Regions from separate parts of the Mus musculus genome. Here all the other regions are linked to region 1. A link is a contact called in public Hi-C and promoter capture Hi-C data. All regions are on one chromosome and are shown on one strand. The core of a region is the stretch at or near the end of the contact, and the rest is flanking DNA. Distances in the headings are between cores, read along the strand shown. Region 1 holds the start of Hsd17b6 (hydroxysteroid (17-beta) dehydrogenase 6). Region 2 holds the start of Spryd4 (SPRY domain containing 4). Region 3 holds the start of Rdh19 (retinol dehydrogenase 19).

Region 1 (4,969 bases), core at 838-3,337:
TGATACTTTGAACTCAACCTGTTCAGAACTGAAATCATCATGCTACGTAGCTGTCTGTCCTTCCTCCCGTACATGCAATCTCAACCTACATCTAGTCAATAAATATTTAACACACTTATCAGCACCTACAAAGGTTCAAGAAAACCCCCTTCGACCCAGTGACCAGAGTCCACAATTCAGTCATTATTTTAATCTCTTTCCTCCTCCCCAACACATAGGCATTATTAGTTCTGCCTCCTTATGTTACCAGGCCTATCCCACCCTTCCCTCTTCAGTAAGTCAGGTCGTGAGTATCCGTCACCTGCTTCCAGCCACAGCCTCTAAAACTACCTGTTGACTTCCCCCCTCCCACCTGAGCCGGTAGCTCTAGAAACTTCCTGAATCACAATGCCATTACAGAATGGTTAAACCCAGTGGCGAAGTGGCGTGTACCATCCTAGACCCTCAGGGGGCTGTGAATCACAAGTTGGAGGCAGACACAGCAGCACAGTGAAAAAATAGCCCTACTCCTGGTCGTCTTCAGATAATTCCAAGTTTCTATGAGAGAGTAGATCTTGGTGCTGTTTTGGTGTAAATGTGATAATGCAATCTGGCGGGAAAGGGCTGTATTCTAAGCACATGTAGCATCGTGAATAACAAGAAAATGCACACAAGAAAACAATAAAAGTCTATTGGGTTAATTTATAAGTAAAGTATATAGAAATTTTCAATGTTCTATACGAAACCTCATGGCATATGGCTTAACGAAGACTTGCAATGTTCTACAGTGGATGCTTTGTTTGCTTTCATGGCTGTCCCTTACTTTGGGCTCAAAGGAAAAAAATCTTGTAGGGTTAAACTAAAACATTCTCATTAAACAAAGTCAGTCTTTATACATAAGCTCTCCTACTTTGCTGTAATTATCAAATTTAAGCTGAAATGTTGCCTTGAAATATCCACATATTACGATCCTGTGCCAATCGAATGAATTCTCCTATCTTCTCCTTATCTTACATAAGAGAAAATCAACTAGCACACAAGTACTTCAAGCCCTCAAAGAACTTGCTCATTTCCATAGTATCTTCACCCCCCAAATTCCTCATGAAATATTGCCATAGTTGGCATCTTCACTTCACTCTGATGAAGCTGAATAAAAAGGAAGGATGTTGCCAGGCATGGTGGCGCATGCCTTTAATCCCAGCACTCGGGAGGCAGAGGCAGGAGGATTTCTGAGTTCGAGGCCAGCCTGGTCTACAGAATGAGTTCCAGGACAGCCAGGGCTACACAGAGAAACCCTGTCTCAAAAAAAAAAAAAAAAAAAAGAATGCATTTCGTTTGCCATCATGTCCCTTGGCTTGGCATACCTTGCTTGCCCCTTGCTGCCTTTCAGACCAGCTTCTCCATTGAACTATTTATATGGAGAGCTATCAGCAGACTCCCAAACACACCATGCCCTTTATACTTCTGTGTCTGCATTCTGTTCCAGTCTCATTATTATCTTAAGGAGCTGAGGCCATAGAAGGCTGGGAATACGGCTGAGGGGTTAGGAGCACTTGTTGCTCTTCCAGAAGACCCAAGTTCAGATCCCACCACACACACAACAGCTCACACCTGCCTGGAACCCGGGTTCCAGAGGATCTGATGACCTCTTCAGGCCTCTGAAGATACCAAAACATATGTGGCAGACATGCACATCCATACACATAAATTTAACAGAAGTTTTACAATTTCTAACTGAACCTATAACATTTCATTGCCCTTGTTTGTACCTGTTGTCCCTTCTGGAAATTCCCTTCCTTGGGAGCAGAAACCCTAGAGCCTATCTTTGCACCCATTGTGTTAGTATTAGCCGGAGATTGTGTTAGTATTAGCCGGAGAGGCAGAACCTATAGGCTAAACAGATATAAATATATGAAAAGGAATTACTGGGGCATTGGCTCACATAATTGTAGAGTTTGAGAACTCTCAGGACAGGCTTACTGTAATTGAGGTCTCAGTCCAAGTCCAGGTCTTCAGATCCAATGAAACTGATCATATAACCCTCAGAGTAAGGATCCAGGGAGGCACAGGGTGAGTCCTACATTGCTGGGAGTCTATCACTCTGCCCTTGGGGACAGAATTAAAGTGTTCCAGGTTTAAGAAAGAGGAAGTCACCTTTCTGGTCCCTAACTGATTGGACAGTACCTGCCCACATGGAAGGTGGATCCTCCCATTCAGATTAGCAGTTCATTCACCAATATCCCCTGTGCACACACACCCAGAAACAATGTTTTCTAGTCAGTATTCTGCGTATGCCATTTAGTCAGTAATTATTTGCAGACTAATAGAATAAATGAAAGTCTAAGTTGACATGCAAGTTTGAGACTGACCTAGGCAGCGTAACAGATCTCCTTCCCATCACTTCCAACATACTAATAATTTTTAAACAATGTAAGAGATAAAATAAAGATTTAAAAAGCCATATTTTAGCCAGGCGTGGTGGCGCAAGCCTTTAATCCCAGCACTTGGGAGGCAGAGGCAGGCAGATTTCTGAGTTCAAGGCCAGCCTGGTCTAGAGAGTGAATTCTAGGATAGCCAGGGCTATACAGAGAGACCCTGTCTTGGAGAAAAAACAAAAATAAAAAGTAATATTTTAAGGAATATCCCCAAAGTAAATTACTCTTTTAGCTGCTAAAAACATGCAAAATAATGCTAGAAACTAAACTAAAAAGAAATCCCAAACAATTGGTGTCTCAAGTCTGCTGAGTTTGGAGAAATAGCCTGGGATACGCTAGATATTAGCTCTGAAAAAGAATGGTGCTGTCTTACAGTGTAAGGCTTGTAGGGGAAATAACTCCCAGTAGGTTAGAGGGCTGTACAGTAGGACAGCTTAAGGCAGGAAGTGGGAAAGGTTTTGTTACTTCTGTGGATGAAGTCTCAACAGAAACAAAAGAAATGACAATGCTGCCACCCAGTGGCAATTTGTGGAAAAGGCTCTACCCGAGGATCCTTTTAAGATTAAATAGCTTCTGTGTTGAATGCAATGTGGTCTATGACCGTGTTCTTTCTTTCTTTTCTTTCTTTCCTTCCTAAAAATTCATTCATTCATTCATTCATTCATTCATTCATTCATTCACTCATTCATTTTATATGAGTACACTGTCGCTGTCTTTAGACACACCAGAAGAGGGAGGGCATCAGATCCCTTTACAGATGGTTGTGAGCCACCATGTGGTTGCTGGGGATTGAACTCAGAAACAATGGAAGAGCATCCAGTGATCTTAAGTGCTGAGCCATCTCTACACACACACACACACACACACACACACACACACACACACACACACCTTCCCATCCTGTTTCTTTAACCCATAAATACTCTGCACCCTTGGGAAGATTTGAGTCTTAAGACCTCTTTTTGGCTGTCTCTTGAATAAAGCCTCTTTCGAAAGCCCTTGCTCAGGTGATAGACATATATGCAACAGGTAAAAAAAAAAAAAAACTTGTTCTGGCTCCCAATATTCTCTTCATGCTGAGTGTGCAGTAAGGACCTTACTGCCTTCTTCCCCTAAGACAACCTCCATCTTCACTGACTGCTCCCAAGGCAGTAGGAGAAACTCTTTCTCAATCATTTTACTTCTGCTGGGCATACCCAGAGTATTAGAAGGAAAATGTTAATTCCCTCTTTTTTTTTTTTTTGGTTTTTCGAGACAGGGTTTCTCTGTGTAGCCCTTGCTGTCCTGGAACTCAGGTTGGCCTCAAACTCAGAAATCTGCCTGCCCCTGCCTCCCAAGTGCTGGAATTAAAGGCGTGTGCCACCACAGCCCCCCGTTAATTCCCTTTTTAGTTATTTGTTTTGTTGTTGTTTGTATGGTTCTTGCTTTGTTTTGAGACAGGGTCTCTCTGTGTAATCCTTGCTGGGCCTGGAACTCTGCCTCCTAAGTACTGAGATTAAAGATGTGTACCACTGCATCCAACTGTTTGTTTGTTTGTTTGTTTTTAAATATCAGTCTAATAACTTTAAGTTAATTTTAAAATCTCAAGGAGAGCTGGAGAGATGGCTCAGCGGCTAAGAGCACTGACTGTTCTTCCAAAGGTCCTGAGATCAAATCCCAGCAACCACATGGTGGCTCACAACCATCTGTAATGAGATCGAATGCCCTCTTCTGGTGCCTCTGAAGACAGCTACAGTGTACTTACATATAATAAATAGATAAATAAATCTTTAAAACAAAAATCTCAAGGAACACAGCAGCCCAGGACTATAATCTCAGCACACAGAAAGCTGATACAGGAAGCCCAGGCAAGGAGTGAGTCCAAAACAACCACAGTCCAGTGCTTTAAAGTCCCTCGTGGACAGACCATGCCCAGAATGACCACGGGCTTCCAGGGCAGAGATGGCCTGAGACAAGACTACCTCAGCCTGGGGCTGTGACACTAGGGAGAGGATCAAGCCAGAGATGACCAAGTCTGGCCCTCTGCAGGCCCAACCATGCCCAAGATGACCCTTGACCAGTGCCACACTGCATAGGTGGGGCATAGCACTCCTGAGACCACTCCTGAGATGACCCCAGACACTCAGAGACCCCATGAACCGCTAAGAGGAGCAAGTAAAGCCAGGCGTGGTGGCGCACACCTTTAACCCCAGCACTCAGGAGGCAGAGGCAGGTGGATTTCTGAGTTCGAGGCCAAACTGGTCTACAAAGTGAGTTCCAGGACAGCCAGGACTACACAGAGAAACCCTGTCTTGAAAAAAACAAAAAACAAACAAACGGAACAAGTAAGTGATGGAGAAATGGAAGAGAAACAGAAGGATGTGGGCACTGTGAAGATGGGCAGAACTGGAGACTCGAGAGTAGTGAGGAGCACCCTGATGTGTGCAGCAAGTTATCCCACCTGGGACCATGGTGGGGTCCTGGCCTATGCTGCCACCAAGAACCAGGAAGGAAGGGAGGAAGGGAGGAAGGAAGGAAGGAAGGAAGGAAGGAAGGAAGGAAGGAAGGAAGGAAGG
Region 2 (4,969 bases), core at 986-3,485, 200 kb after region 1:
TTTGGTGACACAGGCCAGTGTTTTCTGAGAATCAAAACGCCCCATCAGTTCAGTGCACAGCACAGAGAAAAGCCTCAATGGATACCTGAGCAGAGCTAGCTACAGAGACCTCCAGATACAGCTCGAGAGTAGCCCGGGTCTTTACCCAGGTCCCCTTTTCCTCTCTGAAGAAATCATCATGCCAACAAGCAACTTCCTTGGAGAGCCTCTAGCTACATGCATATGTATCTGCCGCAGAGTAAGAGAAATGGGTGAGAGCCAAACCACGTGGCTTTAGAAGTCTGCGGAGATCTGTCCATCTTAGCCAGGACACGCTGCTACTGCTGACAGCAATTTTATAGACAGAGTATTTTGTGTTCAAATAAACTTTAATTACATGAATTATAATTTTTATTTTATATTTTGCTAAATTTAGTCGTTCTCTTTCTCCCCTAAGGACATCATCAGTTATCACCATTGTAGCACCCAGGGTCAGACAAGTCCAAACTGAATATTCCGCATACATATTCAACTGTTTCACCAGGTTTTCCTCAAACCAAAATACTGCTTTTATTAAGTACATTCTGTGGCCAAGGGAGATGGGAGTTGTGGGTCTGAACAGGCTCCAAAATGGATTGTGTAAAGTTGTCTTTTTTCTGGAGCTTTGAACTGTGGCAGATACACAGAAGGAACTTATCGAGGGTAACGTTTCTGGCACCAGAGCCATACATGTCTCCCTAGTGTCTCTTTCCCTTTGTCACATAACTGGCACAATGGTTATGGCAAACTGCCTAGGTATCAGGTATCCAGAAGACAGATGGACTCAGAGTGGAGATAGCTGCATCTGGGTTGGACTGACATCTCTAGTGCTGAGGTACAACTGAGGAAGCCAGAACCCAAGAATCTGAGGTGCATCAGAGAAAAGGCCAAGCCTGTGGCTGCCACTCCTCCAGCCAGAGGTAGAGAGCATTTACTCTAGAGAATCTGGTGAGCCCCCAAAACAAGTTACATGTGGATAAGGGACGGGCCGAGAGGCAGGACCGCAGGACTGAACAGTCTAAGGTGTGTGGGCACAAGTAGAAGGACCCAAAGAACTGGCCTGAGGAGGCGAATCCCCTGATGACCTAGGAAACTGGCGACTTTGGCTGTATACCTAGCTCTTACAGAGTAGGGCCCAGGGGAAGATGGCTACAATATTGCACAAAGGATCCCAACAGAATTGTGAGAGCTACCAGTTGCTTGAAACAAAGTAAAATCGCTTTAGACACTAAGGACAGAAAGCTGACCATGAGCACGATTCAGGGTCTTGGCCACATTAGAGGCCCTTGGGCACTTCGAGTCCTGAGTGGGTTAGCAGCTCTCCATCCCAAAGAGCAAAAGCAGGTGCCACTGGGCCCCGGAAATCTGTCTGTAGTGTGTGGATCACAGAGATCCGACTCACATCCACCAGGCTCAGCTTCTTTGCCTCATAGTCCAGCAGCAGCCCCACCTTCTCTGGTTGCCCAATACCCTTAATTGGAGCTTTTTCGTTGGCCAACATGCTGTGCCACTTGCGCTGGGCATAGGAGAACACCCAGGAACGATCATCAGCACCAACGCAGCTGTCCCGGGACATGTCCACGTCTGCCACTCCTATCCGGAACTGCTGGGAGCGCTTCACTGTTACCTCCCAGTAGTGTCTGCCACTGGTGACTGTGGTGTCTCCGAGCACCACTGCCCACTCCCGGAAGCGCTCCAAATTCAGGGCCACCTTGGTGGGTTCCAGTCCCACCAAGCCATATTTGACACCCGTGTCGCCTCTGAAGAGTGCCAGGCTGCTGTGGGCCGTTTTTTCTTCCAGTTTGAAACTGATGCCTGAGGGCAGAGCAAAAAAGAACTCGTAAACCTAGGGCTGTGTTTGATCTGAAAGCTGTCCAGGCGATGACGGGAAATCGAGAAAAGTCAATGTCAAATGTTAACATGGAAAGAGCAGAGGTGCCGCTTTAGTAAGACAGCCCTGGGAGCTGCAAATCACTGACTGGGGAAGCCAGAAGCCGGTGCCCCAGGTTTGGAATCTTGCTAGATCAAGGCAGAGGGGAGAGAGGAGAAATGAGGAGTGGAGTTCTCTGATCGCGCTCTGGGAATGACACGTTAACTACTTTGGAGTGACAGTAAAAAAGAAATATGCCTACCTCTCCGGGATTCCACAGCAGGGACCCCCCATCGCTTGGTGCCCCAGCGGTACAACTTCCAACAGCGTGCAAAGGGCAGCGCCATCTTGTGCCACAGATGCACGGGGCACGCCCCCAGGGGACACCGACCAATGACTGGTCCGCGCCCGGAGCACGTGGTGCGAGACGCGAGTGTCGTGAGAAATCGGTATCTCGGTGATTTCTAGTCTGGCGAGCTAGATCAATACGTGAAGAGACGTACTGATTATATCTCAACTAAGTAGGATACCCCTCTCACACACACACACACCCAGAGAGCCTGTGTAAACAGAGTCTCTGATTTGTTTGGTTTTGAAACAGGGTCTCCTGTAGCCTGGATTGGCCTGGAATTCATTATGTAGTCATGGCTGGCCTCAATTTCATAAAAATCTACCTGCCTCTGCCACCCAAGTGCTGAGACTAAATTAATGCATGCGATACCAAGTCTGGCAAGATAAAAGAAGTATTTTTTTAAAGTAGTTTAATCCGGGGGGGGCGGGGGGAGTGACACACAGCCCTCAGGAGGCAGAGGCAGGCAGTTTTCTATGAGTTCGAGGCCAGTCTGGTCTACATACCAAGTTCCAGGACAGGCAGAGCACCACACATTATTTAAAAAAAAAAAAAAAAAAAAAGCGTAAATCCGTTTCCCAGAGCCTCAGCATTCTCTTTGGACAGAATGTGTCTACATTCAAGCTTACTGTTCTGTCTTCTGAGACAGAGTTACTATGTAACCTTTGCAGGCCTCAAACTCTAGATCCTGCTGCCTCAATTTCCCAAGTGCCAGGTTGTGCTCAGTTTTTTTTTGTTGTTTTTTTTTTGTTGTTTTTGTTTTGTTTTTTTCGAGACAGGGTTTCTCTGTATATCAGTTTTTTATTATTATAGTTTGAGACAGGGTCTCAAGGATCGGCCTGCCTCAGCCCGCGGAGTGCTGGGATTAACAACATGACTTGTGCTCATTATTATTATTATTGTTATTATTATTATTATTATTATTATTATTATTATTATTATTATTATTATTATTATTTTCGAGACAGGGTTTCTCTGTGAAGTCCTGGCTGTCCTGGAACTCACTCTGTAGACCGGGCTGGCCTCGAACTCAGAAATCTGCCTGCCTCTGCCTCCCGAGTGCTGGGATAAAAGGTGTGCGCCACCAACGCCCGGCTACCTCATTATTTTTTAATGTATAAATGAGCTTGAAAGTGTGTGTGGGGTGGTGCAGTGACTCATTCTCTCCACTAGGGTTCAGTCAGGCCCAGCCTTTTCAGCCCCGTAACTGTAGAGATGCAGGTTAACTTTTTTTTTCCCCTTCTAATTACAAAACTACTTTTAATACTTTGAGGTATGTCGCATACCTCAAAACTGGGAAGAGTAACCTCACTTTCCAGGAGTGGCCCAGGGTAAGAGAGGAAGGAAACACGAGAGGGACCTGCTGCAGACTTGCAAATGCCGAAGGGAAGGAACTGTATAGCACGGTGGGAAGGCTCTGGCGCATAGGCGAAGACCAAGAGGGTTGGTCACGAAGCCGTTCTCGTTTGCCTTTTTCTGTTTCTGCTGCACGACCTCCGAGTCTCTCCGCCTGCGGGCGGCAGAGGAAACCAATCGTTATCCCGGCGCTTCCCCTTAACCGAGTCGCTCTCCTTGCTCTGGGAGAGCTCGCACTCAGGTACCGCGGTCCTGAAGCAGCTCCCACCTGCCTCGTTTGCATCCCATCTTCCTCTTCTATTGACTTTTAAACGTCGGAGCAAAAATGTTGAGGGAATTTCCTCTAGAGAGGTTGTGCCTGTTCTGCTAATGCTTCGGGTGTGGATAATGAAGAGGGAATGGTTTCAGAACTGGGTCTCTGAAGCACCTATAGACTTGCGCCTTCTTATTCCCTGCCCTCATCATGACCACTGAGCTGTATTCCTGGCCCTTTTTAAGATATGGTTGTTTGCTTGTTTTAATTTGTAGACGAGGTCTCACGAAGTTGACATTGGAACTCATACACACTGTAGCGTAGGGCAGCATTTGAACTGTGGACCTTTCTGGCGGAGCCTCCTGAGTCTGGATTATAGGTATGTATCGCCAGTGGAAATACCTGCATTATTTTATACTCATTCAGAGAGTAGCTTCACCTGTCATTTCTTATATTACTTTACTTCTACCATCAAATAAACTTACCTTCATCATTTAGATGATCTGTGTGCCTTATTTTTTTAAGATTTATTTTATTTTTAGTTATATATGTGGGGCGGGGGAGTCATAATATGTACATAAGTACAGGTGTCCTTGGAAACTGAAGAGACCACCAGTTCCCCTGAGCTGGAGTTATCGTGGTTGTGAGTCCTGGGAACTGGACTTAGGTTCAGTATCAAGCACAGAGCCATCTGTCCAGCCCACCTGCCTTATTGTTAACAAACAATCAATACTTAATATTTCCATGCATCCTAGTGATCAAATGATAGAATTCGGCTTGACAAACAAAAGAGACATTTGAGGTAGGGCTGGAGCTTAAGCACAAGCTCTAGGTTACCAAAAGAACGGAGAACTTCGGGAACCATAAGGGACACAGTATTGCAGAGGGAAACTGCGAGAATTTAAACATACTTGAGAAGTCAAGACTGGGCTGGAGTGATGGCTCAGTGGTTAAGAGCACTGACTGCTCTTCCAGAGGTCCTGAGTTCAATTCCCAGTAAGAACATGGTGGCTCACAATCACTTGTAATAAGATCTGATGCTCTCTTCTGGTGTGTCTGAAGATAGCTACAGTGTACTCACATAAATAAAATTAATAAATCTTTTTAAAATTTTTTTTAAAAA
Region 3 (4,969 bases), core at 1,116-3,615, 160 kb before region 1:
CCTTTTAAAAATATTTCCCTCAACAGTAACACAACAGCATCTTTGCACATAATAGCCTGTGAGGAGCTGGTCAGGAGTCTGGACTCATCTCAGTCCTCTCTGGAACATCACACTGGCTCCACAGGGAAGGGCAACACCCAAGCCAGATCTACCCTAAGCATGGGTAGAGGCTGAAGAGCATCATGATGAGACAGAACCATGTGTAATTAGCAGGAAGTGCCCTGTAAGGTGCTCCCAGGCTACCTGCAGCATTTCTGGAGGAACCCCCATTCCTCCTCACTCAGGTTTCTTTGTTGGGAGAAGCCAGTGTACTCAGAGGAACACAGAAGGACTTCAGCTGCCAAAAGAGTATGTCTCACTCAATTCCCATGCCTCCAGTTCGAGATCCTCAGCCATTATAACACAATAGTCTATCATTTCTGATTCCCAACTACAGCTGAGTAGGGGCAGCACGTGGTCAAGTTGGGAAACAGGCTTGACAGTGGGCCTGTTTCCACCTTCGCAGCACCAACTCTAGGCTCTACCTCTCCCCCCTTTGCATGAAAAAGAAAGGGTGGGTTGGGTGGGGTACACTGCCTTTGGGGAGAAAGTGCTTCCCCACTTGACTGAACTGGACTCCTGATCCCAGTAGATAGTTCTGTTCCAATCTACCTCAGCAGATCAGAGCAGCCCAGCGGGCAGAAGGGCTGTCTTGTTAAATATTCACAGGGTCTGACCTGGAATGGGTCCAGCTCACCCTCCCCAGGACAGGGAAGAGGAACAACTGGGCACTGTCATTTGCCCAGTGTGATAATCTCAGGAGGGATGGATGGACTGAGGGAACCTCCAATGAATCAGGGAGGTGTCTTTGAGGCTTTCTCTTCAGCCCTGTGACTTCTTCAACAGAGTCACATCCACTTTCTTATTCTCTCTGACTTTATCCAGAAATTCCAGGGCTGGATCTAGATCCTGCTGTGTTCTAGAAGATCTTAGTCCAACAAGAGTGCGCATTTCTGTCAGGGTTGACATGGAAAGAACTGTAGGAGAGAGCATTGGGAAATGACCATAGAAGGAATGCTCTAGAGAACTCACTGTTGAAGGGATACTAGAACTAAGAGAAATAATATCTGCATGTACTTTAGTCAAGAAAAGCCAGCACTACATTTTACAAGATGCAATTCAGTGCTAGGGTTCTGAGGACCTGTTGGGTGCTAACAACTACATGAAGAATATCCTAGTATAGTACCTTCTGCAGAAGTAGGAGGAGGGACAGGATTGGAGCCAGGAGGATGAGGATTACCATCACTAAGTCAAACACAATCAGGAACGGTGAGAGGGAAGAGCAGGGCAAATGCAGAGCAGATCCAGGGGAAGCTACCACCTTGGAGGGAGAGTGGCCCAGCTCCAGATTCACAGATAACCAAGATCCAGGCCTTAGTGCACAGGTGTAATCTAACCTGTATTGGGGCACTTCCTGATAGAACCATGGTTCTTACGAGCACAAGGACAGTCTGATTCCTTACTGGTTGGCACAGAAAGTTGTGGAAGTGCCAGGTAAGGGAATCATGACATCATTCCTGAAGGAGACACCAGGTTTATTTTGAGCTAGAATCAGAGGGTTAGTCAGGCATTCCCCAGACCAGGAGCCATATGGAAAGCTCCACACACTACTCTAGAGTTTCTGAGCAAGGCTTGCTGGGAAATAAAGAAAGACACCCTGGCTCAGGTGAGTCAGGGGCAGCCATGGAAGTCACATCTCAAGAACTCTGTGCTCATGTCTGCTTGAATCCAGGCAGCCAGAAGAAGGGTCAATTGAGAGGATAAAGTCATTTCCTTCTCCATACCTACTCTGGGAGTCCTGATGTGTCTGCGGTCCCAGCCCTATCACCTAGTGTACCTTTGATGTCAGCCTTCCATGTTTGGGATGGCTCTTATACCTTCTCAGGAGCTGCTGTATTAGGAGGACACCAGCTTTCCCTGTCCTCTCCTATAAGTTATCCTGCATCCAAGAATAGGTTACTAATAGTTTCTCATTATGTTCACAACCTCCTAGATTGTGGCCCCAGAGCGCAAATTACAGAGACACAAGCTGAGTCTGGGACTGGACCATGAGTCATATGTAATGGCACACATACATGTATTCTCACATGAGTCCAGGAAACAAAGATCATAAGAGAATAGACCTATGTTATTCAACAGTCAGTAGTCTTTTCCTTGGCAGTGACATAGGGAGAGCCAGTGGGCATGATATGTCTGCTGTTCAAAAGCAGGGCAAAGACCAGAGATCTAAGGCATTAATAATTATAAAAAATGCAAAGAACTGTATGTCAGCAGGGTGGTGTCCTGGATGTTTACACTTTCCTGTGTGAGCAGAGGCCAGCCGCATTTTGACACAGAGTCTCTCTCTCTCTCTCTCTCTCTCTCTCTCTCTCTCTCTCTCTCTCTCTCTCTCTCTCTCTCTGCTTGTCTTCTACAAACCATGTGGCTCTACCTAGTATCACTGGTGGGACTGTGGACACTCCTGCGCTTCTTCAGGGAGAGGCAGGTGGTGAGCCACCTCCAAGACAAGTATGTCTTCATCACGGGCTGTGACTCTGGCTTTGGGAACCTGCTGGCCAGACAGCTGGACAGGAGAGGCATGAGGGTGCTGGCTGCATGTCTGACGGAGAAGGGAGCCGAGGAGCTGAGGAACAAGACATCTGACAGGCTGGAGACAGTGATCCTGGATGTCACCAAGACAGAGAGTATTGTGGCAGCCACTCAGTGGGTGAAGGAGCGTGTTGGGAACAGAGGTACCACTGAGATTCCTGTCTGTGCTGTTCGTTTTCTGTCTTTGAGTGAAGGGAAGGCCTGTGTAGTCCTGGAACGATTCCTGCTGGGAGTCAGGGTAGAGTTGGTGTGACTGCAGATTCTGCCCCTCTCTAGCACATCAGTCTGTCCTCTTACCTCTACACTGAGTCCTCCAAGCTGTGTGTTCTTAGTCAACTGGAGCCTTGGGAAGTTTTCATGTCCAAATTCTTCTCTGTCCTCTTTGACTTTGTATGTAGAAAGACCAGATTGTTGGCTGCTGAATCCTAGGATAGAGACAGTGAGGAAGGAGGCGAACCCTGGGCTCCTGGGATCTGGTCTCTGTGTGAAGGTCATGTGCCAGCGTGCACCTGCTCTCCCAGCTCTGGAACATGTTCTCATGCACTGCCTGTGCACCATGGCAGGGAGAGCCATAATCATTGCCGTGCTTAAGCCCAAAGTCAAGACTTCCTATCATTTTCTTTCTCCCTTTGTCTCTCCCTCCACCATTTTTGTTATTATTTAAATGATAAATTTAAATAAAAACAAGTTGGAAACAGATATTGTTCTAAACTCTAGACATGTCAAGCTACATGTCTTACTTATGATTTACTATCCAGTGTATGAAAACTAGTAACACTTTGACCTGTAGGCTTAACGTATGTGCTTTCTTTCCACTTGAAAAATGTAAACATTTTTTACCTCTACCACTTAAAGAGCATTAGTTACAATAATAACATTCAATGAATTTTAAAAAAAATGGCTCTTAACCAAGGCCCACTAATTTTAGCATTTGTGTTGGGTATCATTTATTCCCTTTGTGGTTTTCTGGCTTGCGTGTTTGAGGCAGGGTTCTAGAAATGGGTCTGGATACCATCTGATGAACCTGCTGCTCAGCTCCTTCCTGTTGGCATTAACAGCATGGGCCACCATGCTCAGCTTGTTCTTTGTACTTGTTGTCTTAAGAACTGTCTTGTGAAACTTCTAGTCAATTCTAAGTCTGCAAGCATGTGTATTTTGTGATCCTAGGATTAAAATATCTGTTATATTTTAATATCTGTATATATATATATATGTATACATACATACACATATGCAAACATTTAGATCATGTTTTTCCTTTCCCCAACGTCTCCCAGATCGTCCCCATGTCCCAGTCACACAAGTTCATATTCTTTCTGTCTGTCTGTCTGTCTTTCTGTCTGTCTGTCTTTCTCTCTCTGTCTGAAAAACAAAAGGAAAATAAAACCCCCAAGGAAAAGCAACATAAATAAACAAACAACCAAACAGAAAATAACAAAAGACAAACAACAAGAAACAAGCAAAGAAGCCAGCACAAAACATAATGAAAAAAAGCCAAAAAAACCAAAAAACCAAAAACCAAAAACAGTCTCCCCTTTCCTCCCAAAATTTCAGAGTTTATTTTGTGGAGATTCTAGCTCTCTTGTGTATGAGGCTCACTGAGTGCCTTTTTAATCCCTGTGTTACAGTTTGCTTCTTAGCCAGGTAACTCCCAAATAACTGAGACTGGTCTAAGTTATTTATTTATTTATTTATTTATTTGTTTGTTTGTTTATTTATTTATTTATTTAACATGCTTAAAGGGCAGAATTACTCTATTTCAATCCTCTAAACTAATCTGCCAAACTTCCAGACAAAATAATAGAGATACTTGCAGTTTTAGTCTTTCTCTGCTCCAGGTGTTTTCTTTTTTTTGTTTTTGTTTTGTTTTGTTTTGTTTTAATTTTTTTATTACGTATTTTCCTCAATTACATTTCCAATGCTATCCCAAAAGTCCCCCATACCCTCCCCCCCCCACTGCCCTACCCACCCATTCCCACTTTTTGGCCCTGGAGTTCCCCTGTACTGGGGCATATAAAGTTTGCAAGTCCAATGGGCCTCTCTTTCCAGTGATGGCCGACTAGGCCATCTTTTGATACATATGCAGCTAGAGTCAAGAGCTCAGGGGTACTGGTTAGTTCATAATGTTGGTGTCTCCTAGACTCTCTGCAGGTGGCTAAGCCATACCTCCTCTTCTCCAGCTCCCTCCCCTGGCTGGGAGAACTCCAGCCTGTTCTCTCCCATGCTCAGTCTTTGGTTGTTATGGTTGTTGTCCCCACTTCAGGGAACAATGGGAGAGCTGTTGTTTACACAAGTTTGCACCTGGATAGTGTCTGAATAAGGATGGTAAGCAGATATAGTG

What was found. Hi-C and Micro-C count contacts between places; a contact is called where the count stands out from the background. Capture Hi-C pulls out chosen DNA fragments and counts their contacts.
Region 2: a promoter capture Hi-C map of liver shows a contact between it and region 1. The contact joins the promoter of Spryd4 here to the promoter of Hsd17b6 in region 1. A contact is called at or near these places in 1 of 39 promoter capture datasets (the 3T3-L1 cell line), 2 of 484 Hi-C or Micro-C datasets (B cells and embryonic stem cells), 2 of 115 datasets of contacts at active chromatin or transcription factors (T-cell acute lymphoblastic leukemia and large pre-B cells) and 3 of 9 other capture datasets (adipose tissue, liver and pancreatic islet).
Region 3: a contact with region 1 is called in a Hi-C map of embryonic stem cells, with 2.3 times the contacts expected there. The contact joins the promoter of Rdh19 here to the promoter of Hsd17b6 in region 1. A contact is called at or near these places in 4 of 39 promoter capture datasets (embryonic stem cells, liver and trophoblast stem cells), 6 of 484 Hi-C or Micro-C datasets (the AML12 cell line and embryonic stem cells), 2 of 115 datasets of contacts at active chromatin or transcription factors (both in embryonic stem cells) and 3 of 9 other capture datasets (adipose tissue, liver and pancreatic islet).

Annotation. Positions count from the first base shown.
Region 1 is chr10:128,005,524-128,010,492 of GRCm38.p6, forward strand. Hsd17b6 (hydroxysteroid (17-beta) dehydrogenase 6) reads right to left here and starts at 2,088. Exons shown (of 6, transcript NM_001359377.1): 1 at 1,960-2,088.
Region 2 is chr10:128,209,559-128,214,527 of GRCm38.p6, forward strand. Spryd4 (SPRY domain containing 4) reads right to left here and starts at 2,236. Exons shown (of 2, transcript NM_025716.2): 1 at 2,151-2,236; 2 at 350-1,833. The coding sequence starts at 2,235. The coding sequence ends at 1,295. Gls2 (glutaminase 2 (liver, mitochondrial)) reads left to right here. Exons shown (of 18, transcript NM_001033264.3): 18 at 1-446.
Region 3 is chr10:127,847,563-127,852,531 of GRCm38.p6, forward strand. It overlaps Rdh19 (retinol dehydrogenase 19), which reads left to right and starts at 2,366. Exons shown (of 4, transcript NM_147222.2): 1 at 2,366-2,771. The coding sequence starts at 2,459.